Regions from separate parts of the Mus musculus genome. Here region 2 is linked to region 1. Evidence: chromatin contacts called from public promoter capture Hi-C data. All regions are on one chromosome and are shown on one strand. The core of a region is the stretch at or near the end of the contact, and the rest is flanking DNA. Distances in the headings are between cores, read along the strand shown.

Region 1 (3,659 bases), core at 452-2,951:
TGTAAAGGGCTTCGGGCCAACTTCCTTGGGGTGTCTAGCGGTGCTTAAAGGAAACACCTGAATAGGACAGAGCAGTAAGAGCAACAACATTGTTCCCAGGGAGGCTGAGAGGATCCGAGGGTCCTGGATGCTGAGGGGCCACAGGAACTGAAGCCTGGCCTTTGTGTGCCTTTCAGGCATCATGGCCTTGGAAACAGCATGAGGGCATTGCAGTAGGCCTGTGACAGGTGATGAGGCCCTGCATCCTAGCCCACACTGACTGGGGTCTAACCTAGCCTATACTGAGGCTATTGTAAGTCTGAACGGCTTCTCTCTCTCTCTCTCTCAATCTCTCTCTCTCTCTCTCTCTCTCTCTCTCTCTCTCTCTCTCTCCCTCCCTCTCTCCTCTTTCTTACTCCATACCTATTTACAAACCTGTGGGCTTTTTGCATGCTAGGCACGGTGCTGTGCCACTGAGCAACAGCCCCAGCCCTCCTCAGCTTTAAAGGAAACACCATTGCAGCCCTTGTCACATAGGATGGGCAGGAGAACTGTGCCTGGTAAGACATGAGACCTGCCCGGAGCTAAATCAATGAATGAGGATAGTCCCACACTGCATCTTTTGCCACACAAAGTCTCTAGGTCTCTGCTCCCTCATCCTCAATCATATATCTACTGACCTGCCTCTGAGATTTGCACTCTGGGCTCTCTCCTCCAGGGGTGCTCCAGGGCCAGCCTCACCTCTGCATATAAGCCCTCCCGATCTCTGAAGCTTCATCCTGATCTCACCTCACTTTCCCTATATCTGTCTCCAAGTCCCGGCTCACCAGCAATTTTTTGCCTTATATTACTGTATCAGACAACCAAGGCCTTGTCTCAGCCCCTGGAGCAGGAGGCCAACAACCTAAGAGCACAGATGCCCCTCCCTGTACCCCCTCCTGGTCTCTCTGTGAGAGTGTGAGTGCACGCACACACACACATACACACCACACCAGCCAGCCCTGACAGTCACTAAATACCCAGAAGAGAGATGGACAGATGACGTCTTGGAAGCAACATAGACAGGGATTCAGGATTCTCCCTGCTCGCTCATTTATTCTGTGACCTGCTGCGATTTACTTCCCTGCGCTGAGTCTTGGTCTATTCCTGACCCAAGATGGGCATTGAAGCACTTACCCACCCAACCTCTAGTTCCTGAAAGAATCACAGCTATACAGCATTGGCCTTACCCTATTATCGCTAACAGGCACAGAGTTCGAGGGGTAAAACAAGAAAGGTCTCCTCACAAGATCTTGGGTCCTCTCCTCATTGGAAAATAGGTTGAACAGAAATAGCTGGCAGGTGCTCTTACTGTCACAGCAGGACCAGCCTTCTGAGACGTGGGCTCCTTAGGGCTCTTCATCCACCAGCCGCTTCCATGTTGAACCTCATCTGGGTCCAGCCCTGTCTCTCCCAACTCCCTCCTCAGACACTCTGCCCCAGTCAGAACCTACCTTAGCTGGACCACAGTTGTCCACGTCCCCAGACCCTCCAGCCAATGAGCTCCTGAGGTCCTGTTCAGGAGGCCAGCAACCCCAAGGACCAGATGTCCCAAAGGAGCCAAAGAGAGCTTGTCGTCCTGACTGTCCACTCTAGAGATCTGCAGAAAAAGTTCTTCCTCACACAGCTAGTCCTGTCCCTCCCCTTCCTTCCCCTTCCCCTTCCTCATGGCCCACAAAGCCCCTCCCAGGCATATCCTGCTGAGGCTTTTTTTTTTTTTTCAAAGAAGTGGGTGTGGTCACTCACTGTCCCTGGGGGTTCCTTATTCTGGCCTAATGCAAGTGACCTGTCTGGAGGGATGAACATTTCCACAAGGGATGGATATGTCCACTCTCATGCTGATGAGGTTCTGAAGCAGAAATCTAGCCTTTCCAAAGGTCCAGGTACCCCACTTATGTCCCATCCTACGGTGGGCATGAGGGACCAGATGTCTGTTAACCTCCTGACATCTGACATGCACAGGCTGAACTATTTCACACCAAACCAGCATCTCTGTCACCTCAGAACAGAAACCCTGTGTCATCCCAGCATCTGTCCCCCACATTTGCATCTTAGACCACATCAAGTCTGCTCAGCACTGCCTCCCCAGCCTGTGGGCTCTGTCCTGAGCTGTGACAAAGCCTGTCCTTGAGCCACTTCCTTAATCTCACCCCTGAGTAGCTCCTCACTGCAGCCTCTCCGCACCCTAGTGAAGGTTCTTAACTACCCAGGCTGCCAGGTGTGGTGGTCCATGCCTTTGATCCAGATGCTTTGGAGGCAGAAGCAGAGGCAGGGGCAGAGGCAGAGGCAGAGGCAGAGGCAGAGGCAGAGGCAGAGGCAGAGGCAGAGGCAGAGGCAGAGGCAGAGGCAGAGGCAGAGGCAGAGGCAGAGGCAGAGGCAGAGGCAGAGGCAGAGGCAGAGGCAGAGGCAGAGGCAGAGGCAGAGGCAGAGGCAGAGGCAGAGGCAGATCTGTGAGTTCAAGGCCAGCCTTGTCTACATATCCAGATCCAGACCAGCCAGGGCTGCATATTGCTAGCCTGTCTCTAAACAGACAAACAAAAACCATCGAGGCCATGGGACTCTCCTTCCAATGTTTTTCTTGGGTCATCTCTCTTCTCGGGGAAGAATAGGAAACAGGGCAAAGGGGCAAGAGGAAAAGCTGGGCAGGAATGTCAAGAAGGGACCAGTGGTCAGTGGTGGCAAATGTCAAGGCTAGGGAAGGACAGTTTGGGCACTGAGAGGAAGCTCCACCTCCTTGGCCTCCTCTCATTCCACCTCCCTCTTCCCCTCCTCCTCTATCTCAGACTTGAAATAAAAAACACAGGAACATCTCCAACACACTTTTTAGGCCTCTTTTAAAAAGTCACAGACTCTATGGTCACATCCTATTGGTAAATTGGCTCTGGAGAGTGTCAGGCAGATCAATAGTGATACTGTCTTTGAAGCACCTAGATCCAGTCATGCCTAAAACCCTGTTGCCTAATCTACTTCTAGTCAGCTCATCTATGTGATCCAAATTTCCCTGCCTTTTAAAGATTAAAGTTTTGATTTTTTTTTTTTTAATGTGGGCTTCTATCGCTTGCAGCTTTGGAAGTACTGGTTTTTATTTGTTTGACATCCTTGTAAGGCCCTCACTAGGTTCTAGTCTTGCCTTCATTTTTTAAGAGAAAGCCTTTAGAAAAACACAGTCCAGGGATGAGTGTCATTTCTTCTCTGGCTCTGCCTCCCTCCCCCTACTTTTTTTCCAGACTCTCCCACATACCCGGGGTTAATTCTCTCTAGCGTCTCTTCCCTCTTCGCTGGTGTTCTGAGGCCATTGCCTGCCTGCCCGACCCGCCTTCTCCTGCCCAGTAAGTTTTGGGATAGTAATGGTCCTCAGATTTTAGTCACCACATCCATGTGAAGAGAAAGATTGGCTCCTTCAGTAAAGCAAGTGGAAAGTGAGCACACGAGTGACAGACGTGGGGGTGGGGGGAGTGGTGGAAATGAATAAACCCAGTGTGTAATAGCTGAGAGCATGAACCCGTGCAGCCTCCACGGGCAGCCCCGCTTATCAGTCTCGGCCTAATTGAATCGGAAATCACAAGCTGGCCTCTGCTCTTGTGGCCGCACCGCTCTTATCAGCAGCGTTTCTGCAGCTGGTGTGGGTGTGGTAACCATAT
Region 2 (3,659 bases), core at 402-2,901, 220 kb before region 1:
TAGCGCACGCCTTTAATCCCAGCACTTGGGAGGCAGAGGCAGGCGGATTTCTGAGTTCGAGGCCAGCCTGGTCCTACAAAGTGAGTTCCAGGACAGCCAGGGCTACACAGAGAAACCCTGTCTCAAAAAAAACAAAAACAAAAACAAAAAAACTTGTTAGTGTTATTTAGACTCCAAGTTACAGTTAATCTTTAAAATACCATTTGCTAAGTTTGAGTATAATGCCAAGCAAGAATACTCCCAACTTATCTGAAATGTGATTAAAATATCCCTTTAAAATGTTCTTTGTAGAGTTGTTTAATCCTAGGGGTTTGAATGTTTTGCTTGCACATTTGTATACACGCCATGTGGATTCCTGGTGCCCATGGAGGTCAGAAAAGGGCATCAGATCCCTTGGAACTACAGTTAAGATGGTTGTGGGCAAATCACAATGGATGCTGGAAATCAAACCAGAAGAGCAACAAATGCTCTACACTGCGGAGCCCCCAAATTCTCAAACATCTGCATAAAGCCAAATTTCTTTCAAGTAACTTCACAAAAAATAGAATACAGAAGCAAATATGAGAATCCAACTCTTTTGCTAAGATATTGAAGGAATTTACAAAAAAAGAAAAAAAAGTATTTACTTTGCAGCTCTTTTGGTATTAAAATTTTTTCATAAAAAATAACTTAACTTTATATGGGTTTATCACTTTAAAATGTGATAATAAACATTGAGTTTTGTACTTTTAAGTATGGTAAACATTGTCACAATAACCCAAATGCTCCTCAGTAATCTATGGCCTGGATTACAAGACTTCAGGAAACCTTCCTGACCACATGGTAGCCTTCATTCAGAAATGACAGTAGGGCTGAAGAGATGGCTCAGCGACTAAGAGCACTGGCTGCTCTTGCAGAAGACCTAGGTTCAATTCGAAGTACCCACGTGGTGACTCACAACCATCTATAACTCTAGTCCCAGAGGATCTGATGCCCTCTCTGAAGTCCTTCCTCAGGCACTCAGCCCACACGTGGTGTACATAAATACCATCAGGCAAAATACTCTCCACATGAAATAATAAAATAGCATACATTTCAGAAAAGAAGAAAAAATGGCATGCTAGACACTTCTCTTCATCTTTTCAGACCGACTTCTGACAATATTCTATAAAACTCACTACTGAAAAAAACAAAGATAGGGAAACCTGCTGGCTCCAGATATGTTCCCTGCTCCAGATGTGCCAGGCCACTGGGGACTGTGGCATTTGGAAAGGACACTCTTTTTGGCTGTATATGAGACAGACCTTTTAGTTGGTTAGCCCAAATAACCAGCAACATGATGCTACAAAGAGCCAGAGAGATGAGTAAGTGGTTAAGAGCACTTGCTGCTCTTGAAGAGAGACTCTTCCAGTTCTCAGCGCCCACATAACAGCTCACAACGGTCTGTCACTCCAGTCCCAGGGGATCTAACACCCTCTTCTGGCCTCCACGGCACCAGGCAAGCACATGGTGCACACGCATAAAACACACAGCCAAAACACTCATACACATAAAATAAAGACACACAAATCTCTTAAAGAAGATGGGGGTGGCTGGCAGATTAGGAGTGTTGCTGAAGCTCTGTGGCCAGCTCCCCTGGGACAGCTGAGGGGACTGTAATGAACAGCTGTGTTCATAAGGCCTGAATCCTTGGCAATTGCTGCAGAAAGCCCTCTAGGGACCACTCTGCTTTGAATGCAGCAGTTACTAATTCTAAAACAAGAGGAAAGCTTGCCAAGACAATCCAAGTGACCAGACCATCTCTGTCACTGCTCTCTGGCTTTCCTTGAGGCTCTAATGCACTCTCAGAAGTGGGAAGCCAGTGAGATGGCCCCTGACTAGAGGCCACTGGTGTGACTTCATCTGACCTTATGTGGTTGCCTGAGACTGGATGGATCCATGGCTTGCCACTCTTGCTACCTCAGACTCCTGGCCTTGTTTGCCTAGACTCCGGCAACTTTAGCTTGCTCCTGGCCTTCCCAGACCACCCTCTTCCACTTTCTTCCAGGCAAGTCTTCCAATAATTAATCCAGTCTCAGACGACAAAAAACAAGCAAAGATAATAAAAATGACTTTACAGCAACAGAATAGCTACTGCACTATGAGGTGACTTTAGACCATGTATTCCAAAAAGCTGGAAGGAATTATGAGTATGACACATGTTTGTGATAGCTACAGTTGACATACACAAAGTATGCATAGATGGAAACATCATTGTGCTTTTAAAGTGTCCACTACAAAATAGACTTAATTTTATAAGTATTTTATTAAGGATGAACAAAGGAAGTCAAACTCAATTGTTAATGGGTTTATGTTATAACAGTAATAAGTTATAACCACATATTAATGAATTCTTAAATACAACATAATTTTTCAGTCAAAAGTTAGGTCATAGCCTGGCAAGATACTACAGCATCTGCACTTCAGGGGGTTTTGTTGTTGTTGTTATTGTTTTGTTTTGTTTTTATACAGGGTTTCTCTGTGTAGCCCTGGTTGTCCTGGACTTGCTTTGTAGACCAGGCTGGCCTTGAACTCATAGAAATCCACCTGCCTCTGCCTCTGCCTCTGCCTCTGCCTCTGCCTCTGCCTCCCAAGTGCTTGGAATTTAAGGCGTGCGCCACTGCATGTGGCCTTGCACTTTATGTTTTTAAGAGGTAAATAATTATAGAATGAAAAACAACAAAACCTTCAAAACTAAAATACACAAATCAGGAGCCACACTCTGCACTGTGGCTGGCAGAGGTAAGCCATTGGAACAGGACACATATTTAATCAGAACCAAGTCCAACATGTCTTAGGCAGTTTTCTGAGGACAAGGATTACAAAGTCTCACAAATATGAATTAAGTCATCAGAAAGAAAACATTAAATAATCATTAGCATCTCATGCTTGCCAAGGACAATGTAACAAAAGGCTAAACAGAAATCTTATTAAAGTATTAACTTTTGAGTACCTAAAAAAAATTAGATCAAATCGTTTTCCCCCACTGATCGTTATTAATACTGTATCTCTTCTGTCTTCCCTAGACATGTGGGTCTGCAAGTTCAGATAAATTTTAAGTATTTGAATGTGTACACAAGGTAGTAAGCACCTCCGAGAAGCTCGTGTTCTAGGTGTGAAAACAGCAGGCACAAACTAAACAAGTCAAGCACCTCGCAAGGCTGCAGGATGCGGCTGAGAAAGGTAAACAGGTGTAGTGAGAATGGAGAGCGCTCTGGCCAGAACGCCCAGCAGAGACCAGCCACCAAGAGCCACGGCATCCTGTCTAAAGCTGGGAGACATAACAGCCCAGATGGTCTTTGATGTTGTTCTTCCCTGAGAGGCCGTTAGGGCCACAGGAGGGGTAAAGAATTCCTACAAAAGCAGTGCAAGCCAAGACTCTTACAAGGCAGACTGAGAAAACTGGCACCGCGGAAGACGGTTAGGACAGCGTGAGAAAAGTCACCATGAACAATTTAGTTTCTGTCCTCTATAGGTGGCAAAGAGTGGCTTGGGGAAAGAAGCACTTTACACTAAGTACAAATCTGGCAGCCATCTGGAATAGCGATTAAAGGAGCTGGAGGGAGGAAACCAGCAGATACAGGAGGCTGCTGGACAGTCCCGGCACAATGGCTCAGCCTAGATGAGAGAAGGAGCAACAG

What was found. Promoter capture Hi-C pulls out the DNA fragments that hold promoters and counts their contacts.
Region 2: a contact with region 1 is called in a promoter capture Hi-C map of pre-B cells, with 3 times the contacts expected there. The contact joins the enhancer-like site here to the promoter of Pik3r6 in region 1. A contact is called at or near these places in 19 of 39 promoter capture datasets (the 3T3-L1 cell line, 3T3-L1-derived adipocytes, the C10 cell line and 13 more), 2 of 484 Hi-C or Micro-C datasets (B cells and beige adipocytes) and 1 of 115 datasets of contacts at active chromatin or transcription factors (large pre-B cells).

Annotation. Positions count from the first base shown.
Region 1 is chr11:68,501,061-68,504,719 of GRCm38.p6, reverse strand. It overlaps Pik3r6 (phosphoinositide-3-kinase regulatory subunit 5), which reads right to left and starts at 1,701. Exons shown (of 20, transcript NM_001081566.2): 1 at 1,473-1,701.
Region 2 is chr11:68,717,288-68,720,946 of GRCm38.p6, reverse strand. The region is part of intron 2 of Myh10 (myosin, heavy polypeptide 10, non-muscle); the gene reads right to left. Among named protein-coding and RNA genes, the nearest start is that of Myh10, 27 kb to the right of the region's middle. Within about 2 kb of position 1,651, at least 33 of the 459 cell types and tissues checked have an H3K27ac peak or open chromatin away from gene starts, as enhancers often do. A contact at or near this core is called in pre-B cells, where this site is marked.